2 separate regions of the Triticum aestivum genome follow, and region 1 is linked to region 2. Evidence: chromatin contacts called from public Hi-C data. All regions are on one chromosome and are shown on one strand. Each heading gives the region's core, a stretch centred on a gene start, on an enhancer-like site or on the middle of the called end of the contact. The rest is flanking DNA. Distances are from core to core; before and after follow the strand shown. Region 1 has its middle 120 kb from the start of LOC123071878. Region 2 holds the start of LOC123071878 (E3 ubiquitin-protein ligase RGLG2).

Evidence for each region. A called contact is a pair of places that touch in the nucleus more often than the background predicts.
Region 1: a contact with region 2 is called in a Hi-C map of leaf, with 2.8 times the contacts expected there. The contact joins the enhancer-like site here to the promoter of LOC123071878 in region 2. A contact is called at or near these places in 5 of 5 Hi-C or Micro-C datasets (leaf, root and an unstated tissue) and 1 of 1 datasets of contacts at active chromatin or transcription factors (leaf).

The regions. Positions count from the first base shown.
Region 1 is chr3B:704,635,052-704,641,753 of IWGSC CS RefSeq v2.1, reverse strand. No RefSeq gene overlaps it. Among protein-coding and RNA genes, the nearest start is that of LOC123071878, 120 kb to the right of the region's middle. Within about 2 kb of position 4,358, at least 3 of the 8 cell types and tissues checked have an H3K27ac peak or open chromatin away from gene starts, as enhancers often do. A contact at or near this core is called in leaf, where this site is marked.
Region 2 is chr3B:704,509,195-704,516,910 of IWGSC CS RefSeq v2.1, reverse strand. It overlaps LOC123071878 (E3 ubiquitin-protein ligase RGLG2), which reads left to right and starts at 1,662. Exons shown (of 11, transcript XM_044495447.1): 1 at 1,662-2,294; 2 at 3,126-3,210; 3 at 3,297-3,437; 4 at 3,519-3,632; 5 at 3,714-3,811; 6 at 4,355-4,434; 7 at 4,598-4,703; 8 at 4,824-4,951; 9 at 5,045-5,231; 10 at 5,351-5,407; 11 at 5,521-6,186. The coding sequence starts at 1,968. The coding sequence ends at 5,601. It overlaps LOC123071879 (probable proline transporter 2), which reads right to left. Exons shown (of 6, transcript XM_044495448.1): 3 at 7,716; 4 at 7,317-7,503; 5 at 6,865-7,205; 6 at 6,138-6,784. The coding sequence ends at 6,404.

The sequences.
Region 1 (6,702 bases), core at 3,109-5,608, 120 kb before region 2:
TTGTCCCTAAGTTCCAGTTTGTAGTAAAGGGACCTAAGGATGTTAATTGTCTGCAATCGAGGTAAGAAATGGCAATCAGCATGTCCTTGGGCATCATAAAGGAGTGGACTTGTTTTCATTATTTTTATAAAATAAAACATCAAATCCAATTGTTCTGCCCCTGTTTTCCCATTTTATCCATCTCAGTGTGAGGCTAGTGGGCCGGTCCAATACTGTCGTTGCCTCTGGCGTGATTCCCCCCCCCCCCCCCTAATCTCTATATATTTGTTCTTATAGGTTTTCACTATTTTAATCGGTTTTTTGTTGTTTGCTTTCTTTTTTCTATGGTATTCTTTATTTCTTTCTTCTATTTTCGCGGGTTTTCTTTGTTTTTCTATTTTAAACACATGCCTACTTTTTCCAATACACATTGTGTTTTTTCTCATATTTTTTGCAGGCAAATCAAAAAGCTTTATTCACACAAAGGCATTTCCCGGACAATCGGCTAGGAGGCTAGTTTGGGAGTTTCATCAAGCTAGCTTTCGGTCTCATTCAATGTGGAAGCGTGCTTAGCACAAAGATGAGCTCGTAGGTTTGCTAACATATTTACATGCTGAATATTAAAAAAACTAGTGCTCTATTTCTAACATGATAGGAGCCATAATTGAACGAGAAATGTGAGAGTGTTCTAGAGTGTCACCAACTATAGGTAGTCTACCTCCTTTGTCACCTACGAGAATCCTCGAAACATTGTGAAACAAACACCATCGCGCAATGAAAAGACTTCAGCTATCGGTGCGTCAGAAATATCCAAGTATGGTTTGCACCAAGCACCAAGCATGGCCTAAGACGAGTGTGCAACACCTCTCTCACCACCCCGTCCATCCGTAAAAATTAATGCCCCGTCGGTGGTGATCTTGACAATACCCGGATCGGGGGTGCACCAGTCGAAGCCCGGCAACACAGCGGTGGTCATCCGAGGAATATGAAGGGGAGCAAGCGCCTCCTTTGTTAATCTGATTGTAGTGGCAGGACCCCTCTCATCTTCGCCATGCTTCAGACAATTACGAGAATGCCAAATAGCCCACATAATAGTGATTATCTTCACACATTTTTCTAATTCATGGATAGCATTTTTTTTATATACTAAATATTTTTCAAAATATATGACATTTTTTAAATACATGCTTTCGAATAATAATACATATTATGCATTGTTCAATTACACAGTGAATTTTGTTTAATGGCATGAAACATTTGCTTAAACTGTGCGCACATGTTTTACATGTATAAACGTTTTTTTAAATGACATTAACATATATTTAAAATGCATGAACATTTTCTAAAAGCCTCACGTACATTTTTTTAAATGGTTCAAAGCATTTTTGAAATATTTGAACCTTTTTACAGTGGATAATTTTTTTACATGTCTCTAATATTATTTCAAATGCGTGCTTTTTAAAAAATCTCACAATTTTTTTCTTGAAACACCTGACCAAATTAAAAAATGTCGCATACATTTGTTTTAGTGCTATCAGCAATTTTTGTACAACGCAAACATTTTCTCTACATTATATAAAAGTTAAATACATTTTTTATAAAATCAAGGAAAATGTTTTGACATTTTAGAAATATAAATAAAGTAATAAAAACACTTGTGTTAAAGAGCCAGCATACTCCCACGTCACCTCACTACAAACGAAGTATACGCGACAGTTATTTATCGCATTAAGCAATGCTATAGATTAAGTCTCGCGCCGAGCACTACAGTATGAGGCCGGGCAGATCAATCCTGCCATCTCCTCGTTGCCCGGCGGCATCGCTAAGCACTGCACTGAGCTCGAGTTCATATACAATTAGTAAGGCATGAGCTATTAGAATGGAATGAGTCGGCTTTTACACATTTTTCCTTTTTTTTCTTTGATTTTTTTCTTTCTTGTTTTCCAATGTTTTTTTCGTTTTCTTTTTCTATTTCATTTTTTCTTTCTTTTGTTTTGGTTTCTTTTTTCTTCTTCATTTTTTCTTATTCTTTTTCGGTTTTTATTTTCTTGCTTTTTCTTTGTTTCTTTTTGTTTTTCATTCTACATTCTTATATACATGATCAACCTGTTTCCAAATACTTGTTCAACATTTTTCAAACACTTATTTAACTTTTTTTATATACATGGTCCACGTTTTTTAAAATACTTGTGCAACATTTTTTAAATACTTGTTCAACATTTTTCGAATGCTTGATTAATATTTTTTAAAATCCTTGTTAAAAACTTTCAAATACATGTTCAATATTTTTCGAACGCTTGATTAACATTTTTCAAATACTTGTTCAATATTTTTTGAATGCTTGTTCAACATTTTTTTTGAATGCTTGATCAACATTTTTCAAATACTTGTTCAACATTTCTCTGAATGCAACATTAAAAAAGTGCAAATACTTGTTCAGCGTTTTTCAAATACTTGTTTAATGTTTTTCAAATACTTGTTCAGCGTTTTTCAAATACTTGTTCAACTTTTTTTGAATGCTTGATTACATTTTCAAATACTTGTTCAATATTTTCAAATACTTATACAATATTTTCCAAAAAAAATTGTAGACTTTTTTTGTAATATATATGGGTCGGTGTTGAAGATGCACTTAGGTGCGCTACATGCTGAACAAGGCTCTCTTAGTCATCTAGTAAAAAGCAGCTGCCTTGAGAAAACACCGTTGACAAATTTACAACATTCTGTGTCTCTTACGATATTATTATAAAAGACGAATACTCTTGCAAACTCTAAGATGTAATAAGAGGAAGAAAAATATTGCCGATAGTGTCGACACATACAGATTAATCCAAGAATATTCAGATTATTCATGTCGTCTGCTTGGTGTGGCGAGGTTAGAGTTTCTCGACATGCGACAATATTTGGTGTCATGTGCTTCATGTCGATTCAAGGTTCAATGGCGACGACTGTGACTCTGGAGTGTTGATCCTTACGGGCACATGTACGAGGACTTCTCAACTGCCATCGGTAAGGTCAAGCCGACTCTGATAAGATGGCGGCGACAACGATGCGTCGGCGGCTCATTCTGTTGGTGGTGGTCGTTCGATGGTACATGTCCCAGATATAACGTATACTATGCTTCGGGAGCTTTGCGCCCCCCCCCCCCCCTAACCCTAGGCGGCTAGGGTAAATTTTTCCATCCAAACTCCACCGATGAGTCTGTGGATTCACCTCCCATCTATCCACGACTCCGGCGTCTGGTGGCGGGGAGGAGAATCCCGGTGTCTCCATTCCAGTTAGTAATTTAGGTTAGGTTTTTTTAGTCCTCGTAGTTGCGGCGCTAAGGCGAATTGCGACATTTCTTCTTTGAGTTTGTCTTCAGACTAATAGTCCATTTCTTATACCATATCTCTATCTCATGAAATTCTCGAGCCAAAAGATGGATGCATATGTTGCATTTCATTTTGCTAAACGATACTCCCTCCGTCGGAAAAAACTTGTCACAAGCTTGTCTCTCAAATGGATGTATTTAGCACTAACTTTATGCTAGATACATCCATTTGAGGGACGAGCTTTTTCGGACGGGCGAATTGTTTATCATTAGCATCTTCTGGAACTTTTCTGGAAGGAATCCACTTTTCTAGGAAGATAGAACATTTTGGGATAATGCACCTTGGTTTTTCTAGGGAAACCCTATGGTTCTTTATGGATCCTCTTATGCATTATGTTTGATATCAAGGAAAGGCGATTCTTGCATCAAAAGGCACTTTTTTAAGAAGAAATGTCAAGCCGGCTCCGGTAGGGGAGCGGCGACAGCGACGAGTCCAGTGGTCTCGGAATTTTAATGTAGTTTTTATTATGTTTAAAATGCTTTGTACTCTCGATGAACCTTTATAATCTTTTTCGTAAAACAAGGATTTGGATCATTTTTCGGACAGAGAAAAACGCGCAAACATGCGACGGGATTCATGTGAAGGCAACCCGCTCGTCAGAAGCTCCTGAAGAATGGAAAACAGCAAGTCTGGTCAGACAGACAGAGACAGAAGCGTGTTTTCGAAAAGAAAAGGTCAAATAGCAGCTGATAGGTCGGTAACACTCCCTGCAGAGCCAGGACGTCAATCTGCAGCAAACCCGCGGTCGTCCGGTTTCAAATTATAGCAGTGTGCGCCGCGGCGCGTGTCTTCCTTGCGTCAACGGCGATACATACGCACGCAGTGACTTCGTAGGCAATGCAGGGGAAAATGAGTTCGAAATTGCTTTGCGTACGACTAACTGCATCGTATTTGCATACGGCATGGTGATCCTACGTCTGTTCCTAAAGAAATGGCTTGATCCAAGGGTGACTGACTAATGTCGTACAACATCGGATAAAAAGTTGTCGTATGTGTAGCACTCCTCGAGTTCAAATGAGTTTGTGCCGGAGTAGGGCGCACGGCGCACACAGTCCGGAGCCCAGACGACGTGCCAATGCTATTCGTTCGCGCGGCAACCTCACGGTGGCTTGCCTTCGTTGCCAACCTCGTCCTTCTAGTAGGGGCCAATGACAAAATCCTTTTCTCCAAGCGTGTACATCTCCGCTGATCTCTTCGTAGGAAAAGGCATTCTGATTTCCTTTTCGGTTTTTTCTTCTCTTTTTGGCGGCCGGCTTCAGCGTTGTTACCGTTTGTTCTTCGTGCTTCTCAAGGTAACCACTGCCCTAAGCTTCCTAGAAGGGAGCATTAGCCTTGAGCCTCTCTGATTAAAGAAATAAGGCGCCGGAAGATGCCAACTAGATGTCTTATTAGCTGCGTTGAGCACGTAACATAAGGTTCGACGTCAGCCAAAAAAGTGACGGAGCAACAATAGATATACGCGACGGCTGCGCCAACCTGGCTAATCATGGTGGACGAACGGTGCGGATGACGATGAAAAAGCGTAGTCTCTCGTCGGTCATCTCATCTCCCCGGCTGCTGCAATGGCATGGCATACGGAACCGGTAAGTTACACCCCTTGCCCTTGGTTCCTTCTGCGCTAAGTATTTCTATATGTATACACGTCCCTGTCATACTTCTTCCGTTCCGAATTACTTGTCGCATAAATGGATGTATCTAGAACTGAAAAATGTCTAGATACATCCATTTCTACGACAAGTAATTCCGAACGGAGGGAATACATATCTACTGTCCACTATACTGGCGTATACATATGTCACACCTCTCCACCTTATCCATGCCAGAATGCAAAAATGTGAAACTAGACTAGCTAGACTGGCGTATACACACGTAGTTTGGAGACAAAAATGTGGTTTGCACGTCGCTGACGACTAACACCGTGTGAGTACCAAGTCATCGTTCGTGTACATCTCTACTTAATTGTCTTGCTCTTTCTGTTTGAAATACAGTTGTATATACCATCGGTATTGTGCGTTATTTGTCATTCCTTGCTTACGGAGTCACATTGATGCACACGCGTAGAGGCTCCATGACGTCCGTTGGACCATTGAGCGGGCAAGTTCAAGCGCATACAATAGCACAACAGGCTAGCTGTTCCATATTTCCTCGGCAAAATACAGCAACTTGTGGAGTGAGACCAACCCACTAGTCACACAAGTTGAAATTGAAAATGACATTATTTTGGTTGAATTTGCGCGCTGCTACGGCGAAGTCACGCCGAATGGCAACGGTATATATTAGTTCAAGTTTAAAACCATGAACAACAAGACGGATCAACGGTCACAACTTGCAGGCGCACGCCGGTCAGGGAGTGTGCCGTTAGAATTAGAGCCCAGGAAAATTCTGGGGACGTGATAAAATGAGAAGACTAATCCAACTGGATGGGGTTGTTCCTCATCAAATTACTAACTTACGCGAAGAAACAATATATAGGAAAGTGGGTAGCACCCACCGTACATACATATACTAGGTCAACAAAAACAAACGAACCCAGCCAACCATTGGTTAAGAGTTAGGTAAGGTCGTCAATAATAAGAGAAATTGATGTGAATGTGAAGGCTCGAATTGAGCAACAAACTTGTCATTCAACAATGCACGGCACGTGAGACCAATAAATAACACCAAAAAACAAATTTTACTACTCACCCAGTATTACATGTATACTTTTGAAGGATTTAATGCAATATCACCATCACATGCAGGCATGTAGTACAACCTAGTATAAACAAATTGTGCACACGCAAAAGGCACAAACACACACATGCTCCGCAAAGCTCTCCCTTTTTTCATGCTCTCTTTTGTGGAGAAAACGAGAATCACATGGCTGCCACCCAAGAAAAAGGAGAGATACTATTTCAAGGGACCACCCTTTGAGATTTATAATAGGCTAAACATGTGATCTCGGTGAGAAAAAAGCGAGCGGTCGTTAGGGCAACTCCAACAGACTGACTGAAACAAACGCAAAATATGTCCGTCGTTTATCCGTTTAGGTGGCAAGGCGTCCGCCCCGTATCCATCACTCCAACATTATTTTGGCCATGCAATCTTGATTGGAATAAATTAATAAGTCACATAGTCTACATCGAAATAGGTCATATAGTTTACATCTAAATAAATAAAAATCACATGGTTTACAACCAAATGGAATTAAAATTGTAGCAAATAAATTGGAAGAAAATGAGAAGATAGAACTATTGGTTTCCTATGTGAGTCCACGATGCTCAACCAAGTCATGTTGAAGTTGAATGTGAATTGTCTGGTCACATATTTCATGATCAAATTGCTGAACTATGCAAATATTGCCACTCCA
Region 2 (7,716 bases), core at 413-2,912:
AAGGCATTGCCCCCAATGACATCAAGTCTAGGACGGTGACACACGTGGTGGTAGAAGATGGTGTGCTGGTGCCTTGGATGATCGGTGCTGAAACTCTACTAACTATTGATGGTCAAGAATGGGGTTGAAGGATGGAGGGCAAATATGTGACGCGGTCATCGCAGCTAAAAAAGTGCCATTTTGTGTGAAGGAATGGCATGACGAACACTATCTCGAGCAGGTGATTACACCAACAAAGTAATCCATGTGATGGCTTCCCCCAGATGCGTGTTGGATTATGGCAAATGCAGACAGAGCGCTATCTAAGGATGGATCCATAGGTGCTAGGGGTGCAATTCTTCGGGATCATCATGGCTCATTCATCGCCAGAGTGTACTTTTTTCTGTTGTCCACCACAGAAACAGAGCTAGCAGAGTTGCATGCTTCCAGCGAGTGGTGAACCTGTCGGTCGAGGTTGGGGGGGGGGGAGTATCCATGAGCTAGTACTGGAATTGGACTACATAGGGATGGTCAATAAGCTCAAGTCAAGGTTGAACCATTTGTAGAAGAGGTGAAGAATCTGCAGGTCTCCGTTTAGCAGGTTCAAGTGCGATGGGATGGATGGTCTGCAAATTAGTAAGAGAAGGTTGATGTAATGAGCTTTTGAGAACGTGGCTTCATAAATTTCTAGGATGTATTAGGAATGCTATGATCTCAGATTTATCCGAGGTCTTCGAATAAAAAGCAACGATTCCATCTAGAAAACCTAGCCCACGTACAGTTGGTGGTTAGTCATCATGGTGCCCTCGCATATTTTGTTTTAGAAACACAATATAGACGGCAAACGCACACAAGCACACACATTACACTCATCCCTCTATATGCACATATCACACCCTTGCCCCTTATGAGCATGTAAGAGACTGAGCCAACACAAGTTTTGAGATTGACGATGTCACCACATGCACACTGCCCTCTCCTTGTCTGCCGAGGTACCACTGCTCCTTATCTGCCGAGGTACCACTACCCTCTTCTTCTTTTGTGGGGTACCATTGCCCTCTTAACCATACAACCACACATTTATTCTCGTGTCCTTGCATATTTAACCTCCTTTGGTAACTTAAAATTGCCATACCCTACAAACCATTAAGTGCGACTCAGTAGTACACTAAACCGTGTGTGCTCCGGTCGCATAACCAGTGAGGTACCAGATGTTTAATCTGCAAAATCCAAATACACAAAGGACATTTCGACAAACAATTTCGTGCAGAGTATATTTTTTCTCCACTTTATTACTGTACTATTTTTAAGGAAAAACAATCAAAAGACATCTTAAATCTGATATAATTGTAAAATAAATACTCCTAAATCAGTAGAGTGAACAGACCACTGTACGCAGAAGGAAGGATGTCATTTATCACTTGCCTAGCTGCCTATATATCTTTCGAAAGCTACCCTAAATAACATTCGAGCGGAAAGCTGGCTCGCTTTCGAGGATCACGATGCGAAGATTCCACGTAGCAAGAGCAAGAGCAGTGGCAGGTGGCGAGCAGTTTCCTCCGGGATGGGTTTTCTTGCACGTGACCGCTAGGCGTGTGGGAGATGTGGACCGCACGACCCGCTGGATATATACTCCTTCTTTTTTTTTTTGAAATGGATATATACGCATCCTCCGGCCTCCGCCCCCCAAAAAGACACCCAGCCAAATCAAAACTCCAACCACCGTCAGCCAAGCGAACAGCAGCCCAGCACAGGACGCATCCCCGGGGCCCGGCCGAGGCAGGCGGCGAACGAAGCACACAGGAAGCATCCTCGCGACTCTACAAACCTCCAAGCCGTCGCCGCGGTCGCGTCCCCATCTGGTCTTCCCGGCCGCCGTTGCTACAGCAGCCACCGCCTCCACCGCCACCGCGTTCTGATCTGCGGAGATACCCATCTACTACTCTTCAGGCGAGGGCGGAGGGACAGACACAGAGCGGGAGAGAGGCATGGGGGGCGGGCATTCGAAGAGCGAGTCGCGGGGGGACGGGAGCGGGAACGGGAGGTACGCGCACTCGGCGTCCTTCCAGCAGCCGGCGGCGCCGCAGTGGGGGCCGCCGGGGGCAGGAGGGTACCCGTACGGCGCCGGCCAGGACGCGCAGGGCGGCTACTACGGCGCGCCGCCGCAGCAGGGGGGCTACGCCGCGCCGTACCCGGCGTACCAGCCCGCGCCCGTCGCCGCGCAGCCGCCGCCGGCGCGGGCGGGAGCGGCCAACAAGCCGCGCCTCGACAGGCGCTACTCGCGGATCGCCGACGACTTCCGGTCCGTGGAGCAGGTATGTACCCGTGTGTGATTTCGAGTTTGTTGGGATTATTATTAGTTCAAGCAGCGGCTGCAATTTCGCGAGTGTTCGTCTGGATTTGAGTAGATCGGAATAGTGAATTCGTGCGTGGTAGCCGAGTCCCTGGTTTCGCATCTTCGGATTGCTGGGAAGTTGGTGGCGCCGCCGATTTGTGCTTCGTAGTCGGTCAATCTGCAGCCCATTCGAGATTTCTAGAGAGTTCAGCATATGCTCCATTAGCTGGTCAACCGAATTGAGTTCACGCCGAATCGGAACGAGATCACAAGTTAATCTCGTGGTCAACCATCAATCACTGTTGATGAATGATTCCCGCACACGATAATAAAATTGGTTGGTCGCAGCTCACCACAAGAATTATACATGTTTATTGGGTGGTTGCCAACTTGGTAATTATGTTTGCTTGTACTAGTTGGTGTGTGTTGCTTGGTCTTCTCAAACAGGATAATGACCATGAGTGGCAATGATCTATCGCCTCAAGTTCTGGGATGCTCAGTCGCCAAATGTATCGACTAGTAGATGCCTGTATATTGTCACAGCGTGGTGCAGTTTGCCTGACAGTGACTGATTCACTTTCCTGATTAAATCTGTGCATCATACTTTCCTATCGGTTTCGCAAGTATGGCCCACTGCATTTCTTACTGCAACTAGTAGCTTACCAATCAGAAGTTTGTTCACCAACTTCTGTTAGGTTCTGGCGTTCTTTCTGTGTACTGGCTTCAGTGTCAATAGTATAAGATTCAGGCACATAAACAAACAATTGATTTTCAAAATTTGGATAGTTAAGAATTGATAATGTGTTTGCAGGTTACTGATGCTCTAGCTCAAGCTGGACTCGAGTCTTCGAATCTCATCGTGGGTATTGATTTCACAAAGAGCAATGAATGGACAGGTTAGTGCTTGTGAACCACCTGTTTGCTTTATTCCCAATAATCGGTTCCACCGATCCTGATGCTAATGATTTGTTCCCTTTATCAGGCAAATTCTCCTTCCATGGACGTAGTTTACATCACATTAGCAATGTGCCAAATCCTTATGAACAAGGAATCTCGATTCTTGGACAGACATTGTCTAAGTTTGATGAAGATAACTTGATTCCCTGCTTCGGATTTGGAGATGGTAAAGATCATGTAATAGTTGATCATTTCTCACCACTGTGACGATTTATCTAAACCATGCCCATTTATTTGCTTTTTTCAGCATCTACACATGACCAAGACGTATTCTGTTTTTACCCTGATGAGAGACCGTGCAATGGATTCTCAGAAGCTCTTGAGCGATACAGGGAGCTCGTTCCACATTTGCGCTTGGCTGGTAAGCTTAAGTCACCCTATTGTCTTTCAAGTAGGTTTGATTGGTGTGTTAGTTCTGAGTATTAATGTTGATTTTGAACAGGACCGACATCTTTTGCACCAATAATTGAGATGGCTATGACCATCGTGGAGCAAAGTGGTGGGCAGTACCATGTTCTGCTGATAATTGCTGACGGACAGGTACTATGTTAACACTTTCCCCTCTTCTGATGGGACATGTAATTGCACAGTTGCTAGTTCTGACTTCTGAGCAGTGGGCATTCTAGACATGCTTCATTCAGAATTGTTGCATTCCAACTGCAAGATGCTTTTTTTCTTGTTCTGTTAACATAGGCATGACTGTTTGTCTGTATGCATATCTGGAGTGCTGTTATGTATAATAATAAACATATAACAGAAGAAAACTTCTATATCTGGTAAAAAGCTATATAACTTTTATTTGAAGATCAAACTCCTATATCTGGTAAAAGCTGTATAACTTTTGAAGAACTTCAACTCGATATTTATGTGTTTGCGAAATCGTAATTATTCTCCCAGGATATGTATCCTTCTTTTATTAATCTGAAATATGTACCCTGTACTCTAGTGTCAAACTGTCCTCTTCGCACTTGATCAAATAGTTGATATTTGCGGTTGTCATATTTTCCATGTTCTCTCTGCTGTATAAACCTCGAAACTGGTATGTTCTTTATGTTCTCTTGTTAACTTGTGTACTTTACTTAGGTCACAAGGAGTGTAGATACTGCATCTGGGCAGCTGAGTTCCCAAGAGCAAAAGACTGTTGATGCCATTGTGAGGGCCAGGTTAGTCCTCAATATTACCTTCGTTATAATGTTTTGATATGTTCAGAGTGATGTGCACCTCACCCTCATTTTTGCAGTGACTACTTGCTTTATTGTGTGCACTAAATTTATTGCCCTCCCATGTCATGGATGTTGCTCATCGCTTCAGTTTTTTTGTATGCAGTGAACTGCCGCTATCTATTGTGTTAGTAGGAGTTGGTGATGGCCCATGGGACATGATGAAGGAATTTGATGACAATATTCCTGCCCGGGCTTTTGATAATTTTCAAGTAAGTCACAGGGGAACGTAGTGATAAAAGATCTGATATGATTGATGTCATATGTTTTTCCTTTTCTGAACCTTGACCGACTGACGCCATTGTAACACTGAGAATCTGTTACTTGCCCAGTTTGTCAACTTCTCGGAGATAATGTCTAAAAACATGCCACAATCAAGAAAAGAGGCAGCGTTTGCACTTTCAGCCTTGATGGAGATACCACAACAGTACAAAGCAACTGTTGAATTAGGAATATTAGGGTATATGCTCCCCCACCCCTTTCAAGTGCTTGATTCGTTATTTTTTTTATTCATTCTGAAATATGCACTGACTTCTATCATTGTGGCAAACAGTCGTCGTTCTATGAAGGCTCCAGAAAGGGTTCCTCTGCCTCCCCCTGGTGGAAGCCACGATGCTTATTCCTATGGATCTAAAAGCTTTAGTAAACCTCAGCCTAGTACATCTTCATCAGCGTATCCTCCCTATGAAACAGCACATACTGCGGCCCCTGCCGCACCGTCTTCTGCTTATGATAATCAGGTAAAAGGTTCATCTGTCGTGATTTCAGATGTCGCTTGATCTTGGATTTCCTATTTCCTTATGCAGAAAATTTGCAGTCTCGGTTGTCTTACTAACATATTATTATTACTCATCTGCAGGTGTGCCCTATCTGCCTTGTGAACCCGAAAGACATGGCTTTTGGCTGTGGACACCAGGTGAGTGGATTAGCGCATTTGTTGTTGCTTCTTGGGAAATCATTTTCTGTTTTTTGTGCGTGGGTTGAAACGTCGGCGTCAACATCATTTCTAACAAAGCATTTGCTTTGCAGACCTGCTGTGAATGTGGACAGACTTTGGAGTCATGTCCAATCTGTCGGAGTCCAATTACCACCAGAATAAAGCTATATTAGCAAGTGGTGGTTTGGATCATTGCGAATGGGTGGCGTTACTGGAGACCACCACCCCTGCGTCACACTGGACGACGATGGATTGCAAGCTCTCCAAAGCTCGGTCCATGAAGGGCTCGATCGGCTCTCGGAGATTACGCCAGGCATCGGTCTGTGTCTGTGTCGAGTTCTGCAGGGCCGATGAATCCGCCGCCGCTCCAAAGACGGGAGCAGGGGCCGGTCTCGAGTATCTACACCCACCCAGGAATGATCCAAACTCCAGCCGGAGGAAACAGATGCAGGTTTTCAAGGGCCATTGGCATGCGAAAACAACAAAAAAAGAGAAATGAAAAGAAAACGAGAAACTGCCGCTGATGGATCTTTGTGTGTGGTACTTGCAAGTTGCAACGTGAGTACATATGGATGGATGTGTGATCTGACTCGAGGGTTAGAGAATTCGTTCTTGAGCTGCCGTTTCAACCGGGATATGCTTGTTTTTTGATTGATTGATTGATGCGTCTGTACAAATCCGCCCGCAGTGATCTTCTTCCAAGGGGAAGTGGCATTATTTTATTTTATTTTATCTTCGGTTTTCGTTTCGAAATGCAAGTTGCTTCTTGCTCAAATGGCGTCCAATGCAGGTGGTTCACCACTTACTACTAATATGTGTACTGCTATTTTAGTGTCACGTTTGGCATGCTAACGTGCCCACGAATTGACACGGATACGATGATCTGGTGGTGGTATTAGTAGTACTGTTATGTCACGGTTGGGCGCACGCACTGCATCATCATCCTGCCGTCCTGCGCGGCGGGATAGTCGTGCTCTAGGTGTCGGCGAAGAAGCGGTAGACGCTGGCGTTGTGCAGGATCAATCTGACGGCGGCGGCGGAGGTGGCGAGGCCGACGGCCGAGGAGACGACGATGACGCCCCAGTGCCAGAGCCTGCCCCATCTCCCGTCGCACTCCCCTTTGATCTTGAGGATGATCATGCTGGGGAACATGAAGGTGAGCGGGAAGAGCGCGAAGGAGCCGAAGAGGTTGACGAAGTCGCCCATGAAGGGGAAGAGCGCGGTGACGAAGACGTTGACCCCGAAGAGCAGCCCCCTGGCGAAGAGGCGGCGCGTCATGTTGTAGCGCGAGAACATGCCCTCCTCCAGCCTCTGCAGCCCCGTGTCCATGCCCTCGTGGATCGGCACCGTGAACAGCTGCACCGCCATCATCACCAACGTTACCTATGTAGTCATGTAGATTGAGCAGATGAGACGGATCGGTCGAGTTCACGTACGTGCTGCGAGACGATGCTCTGGAGGAAGGCGGTGGCGTTGATGAGCACGGAGGCCCAGCGCGGGCCGGAGAGCTGGTTGGGCAGGTACTCGGACGCGGCGGCGCCGTACGCCCAGTACCCGGCCACGCTGATCCCGTAGTACCCCGCCGCGCCCACCGTGTACTGCAGCGCCAGCGCCCGCCGCATGTTGCCCACCGCCGGCTTCCGCAGCGTCGACTGGATCTCCGGGAGCAGGCCCGAGGTGTTGCACACCAGGATCGCCGCCACCGCGCCCAGCGCGTTGAACACCTTCTCCGCCTCCGTCCCGTGGACGGCGTAGTCCCGCCGCGAGTTCGACCGACCTATCGCACGTACACAATTCGTTACAACAACCTCGGCGAGCTCTCGCTGTCGAAAGGAATGAAATGCATGCACGCAATATATGCGCGTGGTCACCACCACTCCACCAGTACCGTCTCTGACGAGGACGGCCAGCAGCGCGACGTCGAAGGTGATGGTGAGCGCGGCGGAGGTGGCCAGCCAGTTCCGCATGGCGGAGATGGTGGGCACGAAGTAGGCGAAGGCGAAGTAGACGAACCCCGTGGCGGCGATGAACCACTGCAGCCGCGGAGGGGTCTGGGTGAACTCCGCGCTGATCGCCTGCAGGTGCAAAGCAACGCACGCACGCACCGACGCACGTTGACTCGGGTTATTAGTTAATCGTGCAAGTTGCTCGCGCTAATGCTATTTTGACTCATGATCAACCAATAATCATGCTGTTGTGTGTATGGAAATATTACTACCAGTAGTATGAAGTTTGTATTGAGAGAAAAATATTATAAAGTGGTGATGGCCGATCGAGAGTGGTAAACC